Regions from separate parts of the Arachis hypogaea genome. Here region 1 is linked to region 2. The links are chromatin contacts, called in public Hi-C maps. All regions are on one chromosome and are shown on one strand. Each heading gives the region's core, a stretch centred on a gene start, on an enhancer-like site or on the middle of the called end of the contact. The rest is flanking DNA. Distances are from core to core; before and after follow the strand shown.

What was found. A called contact is a pair of places that touch in the nucleus more often than the background predicts.
Region 1: a Hi-C map of leaf shows a contact between it and region 2, with 3 times the contacts expected there. The contact joins the promoter of LOC112789968 here to the promoter of LOC112789963 in region 2. A contact is called at or near these places in 2 of 8 Hi-C or Micro-C datasets (both in leaf).

What each region holds. Positions count from the first base shown.
Region 1 is chr3:26,040,021-26,044,388 of arahy.Tifrunner.gnm2.J5K5, forward strand. It overlaps LOC112789968 (putative beta-glucosidase 41), which reads left to right and starts at 1,620. Exons shown (of 13, transcript XM_025832167.3): 1 at 1,620-2,041; 2 at 2,143-2,209; 3 at 2,344-2,402; 4 at 3,163-3,238; 5 at 3,383-3,454; 6 at 3,545-3,632; 7 at 3,786-4,041; 8 at 4,354-4,368. The coding sequence starts at 1,910.
Region 2 is chr3:25,783,103-25,787,145 of arahy.Tifrunner.gnm2.J5K5, forward strand. LOC112789963 (exosome complex component RRP41-like) reads right to left here and starts at 1,285. Exons shown (of 9, transcript XM_072232647.1): 1 at 1,101-1,285; 2 at 73-554. The coding sequence starts at 205.

The sequences.
Region 1 (4,368 bases), core at 370-2,869, 260 kb after region 2:
AATCATAAAATTTTATATTATCTCTTAGTTTATTAGATTCAACTAGAAAACTAACAAGAGAAACGAAAAAGCAAAAAGAAAAACATAAAATTTACTAAATAATGTTTATATTGAAAAAGAAAATTAGTGAGAGTTTTGTTTCTAAATAAAAGCAATGAAGCAAAGGTGTAGTATAAAAAGGGGAAAAGCTCCCTTGAAAGAGTGGGCATTATTCAGAATACAACACGAAATGGTGTCTTGCCCGCAACCTTAACTAACCAGTAACTGACGTTGACGTACACTTGCGCCAGTTTCCTCATGTTCCAAGTTTCCTCTTCTTTTGGAATTTTCTATTGCGCCTCTTTTTTGCACATCCCTTCACTCTCACACACACTTATCCAATTGTTCCTCCAACAAGGACAATGTAGAAAAATATCATGCTTATCGAAAAGTGCCATGGCATGTCAATTCAATTCTCTAGGTGGTTCAATTCTATGTTTTTTGTTTTTTGTTTTTTGTTTTTTGTTTTCCACAAATAAGAGTTGGAGGATAAATTTAAGAGTAAATTGAAAAAAGGTACATACGAGAAGATAAACCGTACTCTAAATATTAGAAAATAATTCAATAGATCCCAAAAATTGATTTTACGAGTCAAATTAAAATTGTCCTTGCCATACATAGCCATAGCGGTTTTGACTTGCCCAAATTTAGAGTGTACGAGACTATTTTAAAATTTAATTATGTCATGTATATTAATCATCAAATTAATTATTAATATAAAATATATATTAAAATTTAAAATATATATTAAAAATAAATTAATGCATATTTATGTACAAATATAAAGTAACTGATTTATTGAGTGATTTTTTATATTTTCATAGCATTTTTATTTAAAATTGTTTGGATATATTTTTATATTCTTTATATTATTTTGTCTATATTTTTTGTCTATTTACTCTAAGTTTAATCTCAATTATTTTATTAAAATTAATATATATTCTTAAATTTTTTTATGATATTTATTACTATGATTTAACATTTTTATAGTTTATTATAAAATATAGTAAAAAAATCAGGTGATATATTGAAATTTATTTGTAAATTGGTCAAATTTTTTAAATTAAAAAAAGTCTAGGGGACCAGCACTTAATCATCAAAAGAAAAATGATTAATTCTATACCATTAGATGTCATCTCACACTATTAAAAATATTGATGATGACTAATTAATGACTAAATATCACAAATTTTACTGACTTTCTAACACTCTTCTAAATTAAAATATCATTCTGTTCTTAATTAAATCATAATATATGGGAAAATGGATCCTTTTCAGTAGAAAAAACACTTGAAAGAATAAAGTGTGATCTTTTACTTTTAATTCTATAAGTGAAACTAAAATTAAATATAAAAAAAGAACAATAAAAAATTAAATTAAATACTAGATACCATCTAATTTTTTTTTTTATTAGAGAAGATCTACTCTTAATATATGGTCATAATAAAGTAATATAACGTCAAGTAAGAATATATTTTATTTTTATAATAGACCTATTTTTTAACTAATTGGTTGGAATTGGCTTCACCTTAATGAATTCTTTAGCGAAACCGGATTTATATATAAGTATCTCATCTGGAAAGTTGAAATAAGAAAAACACAAAAGAAATTCGGAATTCGTTATCCGTGTTCTCCCAACACGTGCTAGTTCCTAAAGAAAACACACCTTCTATTTGGCTATTTCATGCTCAGCCATATGTATATATAGCACTAATTTAATTTTTACAGCAGATAGCGCTCTTTTTTTTTTTCGCTGTATTTGAAACAAAGCAATATGTATATAGCTTCATTCAAACAACAAAGACCCGTAACCAATTACAGAAAGAAAGAAACATTTGAACTTCTCACCGCATAATAATAATAAAGCCACATGAAGATTATTATTATTATGATTGGTATGTTTGTGTGCCTGATAGCACAGCTCTCTGTGAAGGTAGAATCAATAAGCAGAACAGATTTTCCAGATGGGTTTATTTTTGGAACTGCTTCTTCAGCTTTCCAGGTATGTATGTGTTTCATTCCACTATTATGTAATTTGTGAACCGTACTGCTCTTTTTTAGTGTCAATGTATAAAACAAAAGCTAAGAATTAAGGTGTTATAGTTTGAAGGAGCTGTAGATGAAGGAAACAAAGGAGATAGCATATGGGATACCTTCTCAAGAATTCCAGGTATACAGAATATATATACATGTATTTTGATCATAATAATGTCATACATACATTAATTATATGCTTATATATATGATTTCTGGGTTTCAAAGTTCTGATTATTATTATTATTATTATTATTATTATTATTATAGGAAGAATATTGGACTTCAGTAATGCAGACACGGCTGTGGATCAATATCACCGATTTCAGGTGAAACTTTGGAACATACATTTAGTTTAATTAATTTGTTGACTTCAGCTTTCACTTTATTCAGATTAATTACTTGCTCCTTCAATTAAATTGCATGTGGGAAATTATGCAAATATTCTGAAAGAAATTCTCGGGTTAGAATCATTATTAGAATGTGGTATGATAAACAATTCAGAGTGAGACCACCACCATACTAATAATATATATTACTTTTTTTTCTTAACGATTATAACGTTTCACCAAATTCGGGCTAGATGGAAAATCGAATGTGTATAGGTGACACATGCCATAATATTCTAACATACGTGTAGAGAGTTACAAAGGAGAGCCTTTCACACCTTTCACTATCATCATTCCCAATTTGGTGATATTCTTTATAATTTTCCTCTGTTATTTTCTCTTTCTCCAAGTAATATTGGCCTTCTTGAATGAAATATTGGTATTATATTTTATAAAATGTAATATTAGTTGAATATCAAGAGAAATACATATGATTATACAATATTGAAACTTGATTATAGACTTTTAAATTATAAAAATTCAACTAAAAATTAAGTATAAGGAAGTGTAGAATAACTATCCTCATTATTAAATTGTTATGCACAAGTTACGTTATTGTTTTAATATTTGATACCAATCTTCTACTATAAACCATAATGATGATGTGAGTTCAATTTTGGCATGTAGTTATTTTAAAGATATTTCATATAGTTTACTTATAATATCAACTGAAGCACTTGTAAAATTCTATATTATACAGGATGATATTGACTTGATGAAGGATTTGGGAATGGACTCTTACAGATTTTCCATATCTTGGTCAAGAATTTTCCCAAGTAAGCAGAAGTATTATAATTTTTTAAAAAATATTTTTTAAATAAATTGAGCCTACCTTATTTAGTAACACAAGGCTTTGTTATTGTTGTTTTAAATAAATTTCTTAAATTTAATGCTAACTTTACATGTTAATAACTCAACAGATGGATCAGGGGAACCAAATGCAGAGGGAATAAAATATTATAACAGCTTCATTGATGCTTTGCTGAAGAAAGGTTAAACAAGAATTTCAACAGGAATTTTATCTTAAATACAGCCCAAAGGAAAAAAAATTAATTTAAATTTTAGCTCTTTTCTCAAATCAGGAATCCAGCCTTTTGTAACTCTATATCATTGGGATCTTCCACAGATGCTTGAAGATCAATATGAAGGATGGATTAGCACACAAGTAATGTAAGTTAATCCATTATCTAAGTTAAAAAATTTTGTACATTACCATTTACCATATGTTATACGATATGATGCATCGATTCTTCGTAGATAATTGTGAGTTGACTTGGTATCCAAACAAACTGAGCTTTATAATGACCTCTATTTATGTCGCAGAAAAGATTTTGAGCATTATGCCTATACCTGCTTTGAAGCTTTTGGTGACAGAGTTAAGCATTGGATTACTTTCAACGAACCGCATAATTTCGCACTCCATGGGTACGATTTAGGCATTCAAGCACCTGGAAGGTGTTCGCTTTTGGGCCATCTTATATGTAAGAAGGGAAAATCATCAACTGAACCATACATTGTTGCTCACAACATTCTTCTATCTCATGCTGCTGCCTATCATTGTTACCAAATGCATTTTAAGGTTTCAACCATATCAACTTTGCAACTAAGAAACATTTCTTGAACATAGTAACATATCATTCATTCTTTATTCGATGGATGGGGTGTGTGCTCTGATATAAGAAGAGTTCAAATCTTATCTAATAGGCCAGTACGAAATTACGATGACTATTTCAATGTATAAAAAGTTAAAGAATGAGTAGTTATGATTATTCTTGGAGTACACACTAAATGTGCTTCCGGAATATGCAAGAGAAAAAATCAATGAGGTATATGAAAATTCGAAAAATATTAATGATAAACTGATAATTGTTATCATTTGTGGATAATGTAGGAAAGACAAGGAGGT
Region 2 (4,043 bases), core at 35-2,534:
AGACTAAGGTTTGGATTGAAATAATAATAATAATTAAAAAAATAAACGGAAATGGAAGGTGGCAGGGGTTACAAGCAGGTCTGCACTGGTGGAAGCCGCGGCCATCAGGTCGGACCCAGTCTTCTTGGAAAAGGGAAGTTTTCTTCTTCTGAGTAGTCGGAGACGGCGAGTACGTCGCCGGAGCGCTTCCGGCTTTGCCGGCCATTGTCTCCAAACGGCGGTGACCAGTGCAGTGAAAAGTCAGAACACAAAAACACGCACACAAACTGTGTGTTGTTTTGTTTCTTTTTCCCTTTTGCCTTTTCCGTTTCTTTTTTCACAAAATTGAAAAAAGGTAAAAAAATCAGCCAACAGAGGGAAGAGGAGCGCGACAGAGCAGATGCGGTGGGAGCTTGGTGGCGACGTGAGGGTTCTCTGACGACACCGGCGTCGACGGGACCCTATGGCCGACGTGAGCAGTTCGGTGATGGAGAAGGTGGGGGTGAATGGCTGCTGCTACTGCTAGGGCTACTAGTCTTCTCAGTTCTCTCAGGTGAGAGTGGGTTACTAAAATTCTTTTTTTTTTAATTATAAAACGCCGTCGTTTTTGGAGCACCCATCGGACCGGTTTTAAGAATTATGACAAAAAGCAAAAATGAGTCAAATGACTATTTAAGTATTAAATTCAACTTCGAACCCATAAATATTTTTTAGTTTTTTTTAATGAATAATGTAGCAATATGTATTCATTGTATTCTCATAATATAGTCTTTAGACGAATGATATATATACATATATATATATATATATATATTATTTTTAGTTTAAAAACTAATTGATAAGAGTAAGAAAAGATAAAACAAATTTATCTTTTATACTATAAAAAATTTTAAAAAAATGTATCGTTTAATTTTTAATATACTGTTAATGTAAAATAATTTTACAAATATATTAAATTATGTAATGTTATATAGGTAAAAATAATTAAATTTTATACTGATAGTGTGAATAATCATAAAAAATAAATGTTATTAGATGAATATATAAAATATTTTATACTGATAATGCATTAAAATTAAACTCTATAAAACACAAAAAAATATTTTTTATAGTTCTAATACCTATTGTTACTGTGGGTAACCAGAGATTGTCTGAATGGATAGCGCTGGCTGGCCCGTATGTGTGAAGGAGGAGGTTTCCGTGTGAGTGTGCAACTCGGGAGACTCCGTCCGACTTGTGCTCGTGAGTGAATGGGGGGTGGTACCTGCAAAGACACTCCGATGCCTAAGTTAGCAAGAGTGTGAGCAGGTCTAGAGAGTATTGGGCTTAGAGATACCTGAGGGGTGTCAGTGTATTTATAGTGGTGAGCCAATAACCACCGTTGGAGTAGTGCCGTATCTTTAGGGTGTTAACCGTCCCATTATCTTAGGGAGGTTAAGATATGGCTTTATGGAGCGGTTAGAGAGATTTTAGGGGCGGTTACTCATTTGAATGAGTGTTTATCTGCCAGCTAATCTCATGCCCGACTTCTTTAAAGTAAGTCGTGGTTGATACCGACTTCTTATGTGAAGGCCGGTACTTAGCTAGGCTTAATCCTTTGGACTAGGCCTTTTATTTGGGCCTGGACCTTTGTTATTGGGCCAGGGTATGAACACCTATCAAAATAAGGAGAAAAAAGTTATTTTCATAATCTTTTACCATCTGTTGTCTTTGTTCATGGAATTGTATTTGTATGAACATAAGAATCTTGATATCTTGATAGCACAACAAAACCAAGTTGTAGCATATTCATGGAAATTTACTCCTAGCTAGGTTCTAAATACATACATACAAACTACCTAAGCTAGCTACCATGAGAATACAAATTCTACAACTATACAAGGTCTTGTTTATGATTCTCTCTCAACTTCTTATATATCTTCCTAATAGATCTCACTTGTTCTCTTCACCAAAACAAGTGAAGCAAAAGCACCAAAGAGTATGATAGTAGCAAAAATGACAGAAGTGAAAATATAACAATTCATTCCAATGCATACTAATTCTGCCACCTCCTCATTCAAACTAACACTATGATCAATTTTTTTGAGTTGGTTCTTAGCCTCTGCATCATATAAAGCCCCACCAACCAAAACATTCATCAGATAAGAACATATAGGGCTCCCTAGGTGCCAATAATTCAGCAATGCACCATAGTATTTCAGGCCAAAAATCTCAGATATTGTGACTGAAATCAATGGAATTTGAGCACCAAAGCAGAATCCAATTATGAAACTTGCTATGTATAGTCCAATAGTCCATTGTCATTGTGAAGCACAATTGCCACATGACCAAATACTGAGATGAATAGAGAAATTGTTACCAACCATGGCCTTGGTAACTTGTATAGTCCTAACAATGCCTCAGATGCAAAACCAGAAAAAAATCTCTCAAAGAAGTTCCATACACTTACTAGAGATACAAAATACTGAGTTTTAATCTTTGAGTACCCTAAAGATTCACCAAGCTGTCCAAGGTTGTCAATTGCTGCCAAAGTAGCACCAAGCCCACATGCTGAAACAAAGAATATCAGAAACATGTCAACACTTAAAAGTGCTTGTAAGATTGTGTGGTCTTCTCCTCTTTCAGGCTTATTCAATATGCTTTTTAAACAAGCATACATTGTTGTTGATGATGCTGGCTCTGCCTTATTCTTATTATTGTTGTTATTATTATAGTTCTCTTGATTCTCAATGATGACATTGAGATTCTCACTCTCAGCAAGTTTCCATAAGAATAGATCCTCTCTTATGGCAGCAGAGAGGCAGGACAAGCAAGAACAGAAAGATTAGAAATGCACTCAAATGATATGCAAACTTTGAATGATAACATTTAAACAACTGAGCAATGGTGATACCCAAGATGAAAGTTGTAAAGGCAGTGGCTATGTAAAAGAAATGAAAAAAAGGGTCTTGTGTCATTCAATTGTTTTCAAGATTCTGATCTTTGATTGCAAAAATTACTTGTTGCTGCCATGTCTTGTGATCGTTTTCTCCAAGTTTGTCTCCAATTGGATTGAAGGGTCTTTGTTAAAAGAAATTCGCAGGAATTGATGTAAGAATGTTGGGTTGAGTGTTGGTAGAGAGATTGTTATTGACAATTGAATTGTCAGAATCATCATTGGAGGAAGCCATGGATCTTTAGCTTTAAGCTCTTGATACCATGAAAGCTTTCTAACAGAATTGAAAAGAAAGAAAGAAGGAAAACAGAAAAGTGGAAGAGAAGCAGAATTTGAAAACTGAAAAATGAGAGATTTCTTGTATTACAAATTGACTAAACAGAAAATGAAATTATGCATTACTTCTCTAAGTCTGGCGCACAACCCATATATACATACAGCAAGACTCAGACTTAGCCAATGCTAACTGAAAGTCAACAACCAAAAATATCTAAGTCAACTAACACTATCCTTTACACTTTACAGGGGTGTCCAGTATTCGTTTCACCAACGATATTGGGAAAAATCTCAAGGTGGATATAGGACATGGCAGAGTGTCCAGAAGAGGTGCTCAAGAGATTATTGAAAAAATGTATAACAGATTAGCCAGTTGAAAGGGCCATTTGTTGAACAAAGTCAGGCGGAATTTTTTAATTAAATCAGTTATTTCTTCCATTCCCATCTATCAGACGCAAATTTGTCTTCTTCCCTTTTATGTTCGTGACAAAATTAATTCTATCAGCTATCAATTTTAATGGACAGGAGAAAAGAATGATAAAGGGCTTCCTCTTCTTAAATGGGAAATTAAACCGTGGACTCTCCAAAGAAAGCTGGAGCTGTTGGCATTGGAGATGCTAATTGTGCTAATATTGTTATCGTTAGGAAATTGGTTTGGCAAATTTTAAATCATCTGGAAAAGCTATGGGTCCAGTTACTGGCGAATAAATATTTACACAATTGTACAGGAGCTGATTATTCCCAGAAATGCATCTAATTGCTGGAGTATTAATACTAAGGGTTTTTCCTTGTGACATAGGACCTTTAACTCAATCTCTCTGGCATGACTCTTGGATGCCCCAAAATAGAATCT